Linked DNA regions of Mus musculus: region 2 is linked to region 1. Evidence: chromatin contacts called from public promoter capture Hi-C data. All regions are on one chromosome and are shown on one strand. Each heading gives the region's core, a stretch centred on a gene start, on an enhancer-like site or on the middle of the called end of the contact. The rest is flanking DNA. Distances are from core to core; before and after follow the strand shown.

Region 1 (3,196 bases), core at 520-3,019:
ACCCTCCTTGCCATCTGTCAGACCCGCTGCTAACAGTGGATGCTTGTTCTCAGATCCTATGGTCCTGATGAGTTCATTTCCCCATCCTGAGTAAGGTATTCATCAGTCAGTCCTCAGTTTGTCTAGTTTGTCTGTCTCTCTCACTGGGTCCTGTACAAATAGGAACTGCTCTGTTTGTTCCCCTCCTGACCTCTGTGCCATTTGTTCCGGTTTCTTGCCTCATTGCATCAGTTGAAATATCCAGCGCTGACTAAGTGTGAAGGCAGACTTCCTCTTCATGTCCCTGGTCGCTTCTGGTGCCTCTCAGCCTGTGGTGTCGACTCTGCATGTATTCCTTCTGTCCTGAAGCATCTGGTTGTCGAGAGCTGTTACCTGAGCCGAGTCTAAGGAGGAAGCTGTGATCTGAAAGCAGGCTCTCTCTGCTCACCTCCTGGGCATGAACAGCGGGATCATCATATCCAACATGGCTGGTTTTGCATCTCTCTAGTTTCCGTTGGGACGCTTGCTTTCTGAAAGCCCATCTGTCACCTGCTTCTGCTCTATGGCCCTGGCCTCCCCTTCCTTACTGCAACATTATGATACTGTTTCCTTTACAGTTTTGAACATGGATTTTTCTGTGTTGTAATTATTCTCCCACTCTGTGTGTTCTGACATTCAGCAGATTCAGAGTGCCATCACAGGCACGCTCAGCCCCCAGGGAATCGTGGTGCCAGCATCAGCCCTACAACAGGGAAATGTAACCATGGCAACAGTGGCAGGTAGGACCATGGAAACACGGACACTTTTTCCACGAGCTTTTGCAGAAAACTGATCCATTATTTTAGAACGAGCACATACATAAGTGTCTCTTACCTTCCTTTTTAACTCCTGTGTCTTACTGAGTGCCAGTCACTGATATAACAGTGCTGGAGTCCAGAGTAGTTTCAATACCTGCTTGTTGATTTTCAACAAGTATGTTGTACAGATTGTGTTTCTCTACCAAAAGCATTTGGGAAAAGGTTTTCTATAGGGATTGAATACACACAGCAAGGGGCTGGAGAGGTGGCTGAGCTGCTGAGAGCACTTGCTGCTCTTCCAGAGGATTCAAGCCTGATTCCTAGCACCCACGTCAGGGTGCTCACCACCATCTATAACTCCAGCTCTGGGAGGTCCCCTGTGGGCACTGCACTCCTGTGCCTATACCTATACATTCACACACATGCATGCATAATTAAAATAATAAAGTAAAAAGAAAACATATAGCAAAAATTAAATTATGATTTCAAATAATATAGTTTTAAAATACTTAGCTGATGGGTGTGGCACGTGCCTGCATGCACAAGTGTAAGCATGCTTATGTATATGCATGTATATGCATCACAGCATGTGTGTGGAGTGCAGAGGACAACTTTCAGGAATCACTTCTCTCTTTCTAGCACATGGGTCCCACGGATTAAACTCAGGTTATCTCTTCTTGGTAGCCAACACCTTTACCTGATGAGTCATCTTGCAGCTTCTCACATAAAATAGTTTGTGATTGTGCTAGTCACAGGACCCACAAACTACTTAGTTGTATCATAAATTGATGGTGCCAACCAAGTGGAAATATTGCCTTAGTCTTAGTTTTATTTTTATAACAAACCCTTTATAGGACAGGACAGATGAAGCATTTTCTGCTCTGTGTAGAATATTGCAGATAGAAGCATCATGAAATGGAGCAGGTATGGAGGGAGTGATAGATGCTCAGCACGCCTCACAGAGCAGTGTAGAGGGAACGTCACCAGAAAGAGAACGGTTGCTAAGAAACATAGCTAGGGTGCAGGGTGGCAGAGTACCAGGAGGCAGAGACAGGTGGAGTTCAGAGAGCTCAAGGACAGCCAGGCTACAAGAAGGACCTGTTTCTAAACACAAACGAAAAAGAAGAGACCAGCAGACAGCTAGAATAAAGATGGCCCTTATCTGTACCTTTAGTCAAGTTCTGGATACGTGCTGTTTGTGGGAAAGAAAAGCAGACGCAAGCAAGAGGAAGGGCCCACTTCGTCCCCAGTGACAAGGGATGGAGCCATGCAGAGCAGAATTGGGGTGATAATTTGTCTGACCAAATAGTTTGCAAAGTATTGTTGACCATTTGAAGTAGCTAAAGGCTCCCCAAAAGGCTTTTTGTTTTTCCCTAAGCACAGCAGGAAGAATGGCTTTAACTCATCGAGACTGAAAAGCAGTTCATCTTTAAATTCTCTTTTCCTTTTTGAGGTGGCACAGTGTACCAGCCTGTCACCGTCGTCACTCCGCAAGGCCAAGTGGTCACGCAGGCATTATCTCCTGGGACAATTAGGATCCAGAACTCACAGGTGTGTGCCACCTTCTAGATGGACTTGTTATGAGTGCTGCCTGGGTAGGGAGCAGTGGAGCGAGCTAAGCTGTCCTTGTGACTGTCATTTATTGTCAAGTAGCCTCTGGTTGGTTTGTTTCTTTTCATGCTTTATCTGCCTTATTGGGGAAATCTGCAAATTTCAGAACAGTCTGAGACTCCAGGGAGGTTATTCATGGCCCTGGAAGCAGCCATGCCCAGTGGCAAGGCTGGTTTATGGGAGTGTTCGCTGTGTGCGCTCACCAAGACTCCAAGTCCAGGCGGAACAGCCAGGTAGAATTTTCAGAAGCAGAGCCCAGACTGTACCCCTAGCCTGAGGCAGCATCCCAAGTGCTGGAGGCACCCCGGGCCTCTGTCTGACATCCTTGGCATGATTGGGGTCCTGTGTTGAAGCCAGGCTCTCATCTTTAGGCGTTTGGCTTCCAGAACAAGAGGTGACCTGTGACTTACCATGGCCATGGTCATTCTACAGTCTTCCTATTCCATTGTAGTAAAATGTAGATATTGGATCTTCCTGGCTGGAAGACCCTCTAAGTTCTGGAAACATGACTTTTTTTTTAATAATTTAAGACAAGGTTTAAAATATAGTTCTTTCTTTGTGCACATGGCTTCACTCTGTGAGGTCTCTGTCCATGTCTCATCACGGATTCTCATGCCTAGCCCTGGGTGTGGTCCAAGTGGGCTGCAGTGACTCAGTGGTCTGGGTAGTCTGGAGCTGCCATCTTGGCTACAGAGGTTTGGGAGCCACACTGGAGAAGAAGACTCAGGTGTCACTGACATAGGCGGCAGCTTGAGAGCTGACCTGAGCTTCGTGACTGCTCAGGCCCAGGCGTAGAGGAGAACCAGATC
Region 2 (3,196 bases), core at 469-2,968, 97 kb after region 1:
GCATTTTTGCCTGCCCTCCTTTTCCTAGGAGAGCATCACGCTTTCCAGGCAGAGCTAGAATTAAGGACTAGATCTGCCTAATTTTCTGCCACCCTCCAACAGCCTGACACCGAATAGTGATTCCACAAACACTGTAGGATAAACAAACAAATAAGGAGTGAGCGGGCTAGTACATGAGGTCTCATCCAGTGACTTCACAGAAGAGCATCGTGCCTAGCCTCATGTTCCTTCCTGTCATAATTTTGTCCCCCACAACCTCCACCCCTGGCTTGGCAGCTTTTGGCTCTAGATGATCATTAGGCTCACTGAGGCTGCAGATGGGGGTCTCCCCGCCTCCATTTGACTGTAGCCTGGAGGCTGGTAGGTTTGCTCCTTATTCTTAGAGGGCCCGATTTAGGACATGTCCTCCCCAAAACCTTCATGGGGGAGAACTAGATCTCCAACCTCCTGTGTGGCTCAGGAATCAGGTGTGTGATAATTTGGCAAAATTGGGGCCAGTGACAGGAGTTTGCTGGCTGGTTTTTACAAAGGGTACCCAAGGTGATCTCACTCACGGCAGGTCTTCTCAGTGACCTGCCACAGTGGCCCTTGAAGCCAGCTGGTATTAGTGACACTAGCCTCCGAAGTCAGGAAGGCTCCCCAAACTGCAAGAGGATGCACGGTGTCGATGGGCGGCTCTGATGCCTGCTGAGAATGGAACTCTGACTGGGAATGGGCACTTTTGCTCCATTTTGCAGATGAGGACATTGAGGGCCACAGGAAGGGCTTAGAATGATGGTGCCCAGGGCCGGAACCGACTACCCTGGGTGGTTACTGTCCAGGAGAAGCTGCTCTTTTTCCTGAAGTCATCATGTCTCCAGGATCCCCCCCTCCCCATCAGCAAGCATGGACCTGGGGTCATGTCCTTAAAGGTGGTGACCTTGAGCAGATCACAAGGTCACTGGCAGTAGGAAGACCTTAGGTGTGGGAGGAAGCTTGGCAGAAGCACAGTGCGCATTTCACTTCAGAGACAGCATTGACTTTGCATCTAAGAGCAATAGAGGGGCTGGAGAGATGGCTCAGCGGGTAAGAGCACTGACTGCTCTTCCAAAGGTTCTGAGTTCAAATCCTAGCAACCTCATGGTGACTCACAACCATCTCTAATGGAATCTGATGCCCTTTCCTGGTATGCATGAAGACAGAATGCTCATACAACATGATATACATAAATATAAATCTTTAAAAATATCCAAGTGACAGAAACAAGAGGGAGACCAGATCTCAGCACTTCAACACAAATGCTCTTTTCTTTGTATTAATATTCTTGCAGATGCCCTTCCAGGACACAGGGCACTTTGCCCTATTTCTGGAGCAGGTGACAGGGCTTCCAGTCTGCCTATGAGGTAGGCTAGAAGCCTTAGGAAGAGCCTCAGTAGCCAGGCGGTGGATGCTTTTATTATAGCCTGGCCTGGCTGAGCAGGGGTTAATCAGCTGGGCAGAGAGGGCACCCACTGGGCAGAGTGTCTAGCTGGAGCTTAGATTCACAACAGCTAGCTCAGCCAGGATGCTATGCTGGAGTGCGTGGAATCCCAGGGGTTAGGGTTAGGGTTAGGGTTAGGGTTAGGGTTAGGGTTAGGGTTAGGCTGTGGGCTCTGGATGAACAGCCAGCAACCTTCTAAAAGAGCACACAACAGGAAGCTGTTATCCCATGACGCTGTTGGCTCCTACCAATAGAACTACCTGTTGATACCAGGGCTTGAAGATGAGTATCTTACTCTCAGACAGTCCAGGACACGAGGCTTAGGTAGCAACCAGGATAACCCGCTCAGGAATAGGGTGTGGAGGGAACAAACCCGCTCAGGAATAGGGTGTGGAGGGAACAAACTTCATTTTTCTACCCATCCTTCCAACAGAAGAGATTGGGAAATCTGTAGTCCTGAGGGCTGGAAACTAGCTGGATAACACGGAGGCTGCGGCTGGATTTCACATGGCCGACAGGGGGCGCCTTCTACCCAGTTCCGGACCTACAGTGGCGGCTGGTTCCCCTCCTCCCTCAAGGCTTATCATCCAAGGTGCCTCAGCTGTGCTGGGGTTGACGCACAAAGGTGGGACACTGGCCTGCTGGGAGGGAAGAGTGGGGGTGGGGTACATGCAGGGGCGGGAGGATGACGGAGTAGGATGGGGTGAGGTAAGCGGTGAATCGTCCTGCTTGGTCACCCCTCTTAGGTAAGGTCACGACCCTACCCTGGAAAGGGGCCCTCTCCACCACCACTAAAAGCTCTTTGATGCCCACGCTGTGACTCAAACGCGTGCCTTGAATGTCACCGCGACACCAAGAAGATAAGAATAACTCCGGTTTGAGGAGCAGTGACCTCATTCAGTCCCACCTCCCTCTTGCTGGCACAAGGCCAAGTTGCCCACTGCTCTGGGCTTCAGTTTCTCCATCTTATTACTTGGGGATTCCAATTCTCAGTTTCAGGGCTGTAAAGGGGGGCGGGGCAGATGGAACTCAGCCGGCTAATAACAACCAAGAGAGCAAGGATGGGGGAGGGGGAAGAGGGACAAAAAGGCAGTGGGAAGTTCTAGGTACCCACTAGTAAGAGGCTGATGTAACTTCTATGTCTTTCCTTTGCTGACTTGAACTTGTTCTTGGATCCCACGTCCCTGGAAGGGTAGATGCCCTCAATCCAAGGCCCATGACAGCGCTGTGGGTGGGACCCCATCCCCACAGGTGCCCTACTGTGCCCCATCTCCACTTCAGGACTGAGTTGATTCAGTCGACACAGGCAGGTACATGTACATACCCACTGCACACACCTACTACACATGCTGCAGGCTGTGGATAAAAGTCGGGGGTGGGGAGAAGATGGCGTGGGGGTGTGCTCTTCACAGAGAAACGGGAGTCATCTATATGGTGACCTGAGCCCGACTTGCCAGGTACTGCACTGCTGCTCAGGGTTGTCACAGATCTTAAAGCAGGTTGACCTCCTTTGTGTCTACCTGTGACTGGGATCCTGAGCATCTACAGTGTGTGTGTGTGTGTGTGTGTGTGTGTGTGTGTGTGTGTGTGTGTGTGTGCCTGTGCTGGGTTGCGTGCACTCTCTGAGGGTAGAGGTGCATCTGTTTTGCCACAGTGGCACTGGCCTTCACAGCTCTGGACAGAGATGCTAGAGCCTGGATTTCATGGCTCCTGGGTCTGCTGGGAGGGAAGAGAGGA

Evidence for each region. Capture Hi-C pulls out chosen DNA fragments and counts their contacts.
Region 2: a promoter capture Hi-C map of pancreatic islet shows a contact between it and region 1. The contact joins two enhancer-like sites. A contact is called at or near these places in 5 of 39 promoter capture datasets (the 3T3-L1 cell line, the HPC-7 cell line, embryonic stem cells and 2 more), 1 of 115 datasets of contacts at active chromatin or transcription factors (embryonic stem cells) and 3 of 9 other capture datasets (adipose tissue, liver and pancreatic islet).

What each region holds. Positions count from the first base shown.
Region 1 is chr17:31,594,567-31,597,762 of GRCm38.p6, forward strand. It overlaps Pknox1 (Pbx/knotted 1 homeobox), which reads left to right. Exons shown (of 11, transcript NM_016670.3): 6 at 659-758; 7 at 2,230-2,327. Among named protein-coding and RNA genes, the nearest start is that of Pknox1, 31 kb to the left of the region's middle. Within about 2 kb of position 1,770, at least 17 of the 459 cell types and tissues checked have an H3K27ac peak or open chromatin away from gene starts, as enhancers often do. A contact at or near this core is called in pancreatic islet, where this site is marked.
Region 2 is chr17:31,691,438-31,694,633 of GRCm38.p6, forward strand. No RefSeq gene overlaps it. Among named protein-coding and RNA genes, the nearest start is that of Cryaa, 15 kb to the left of the region's middle. Within about 2 kb of position 1,719, at least 93 of the 459 cell types and tissues checked have an H3K27ac peak or open chromatin away from gene starts, as enhancers often do. A contact at or near this core is called in pancreatic islet, where this site is marked.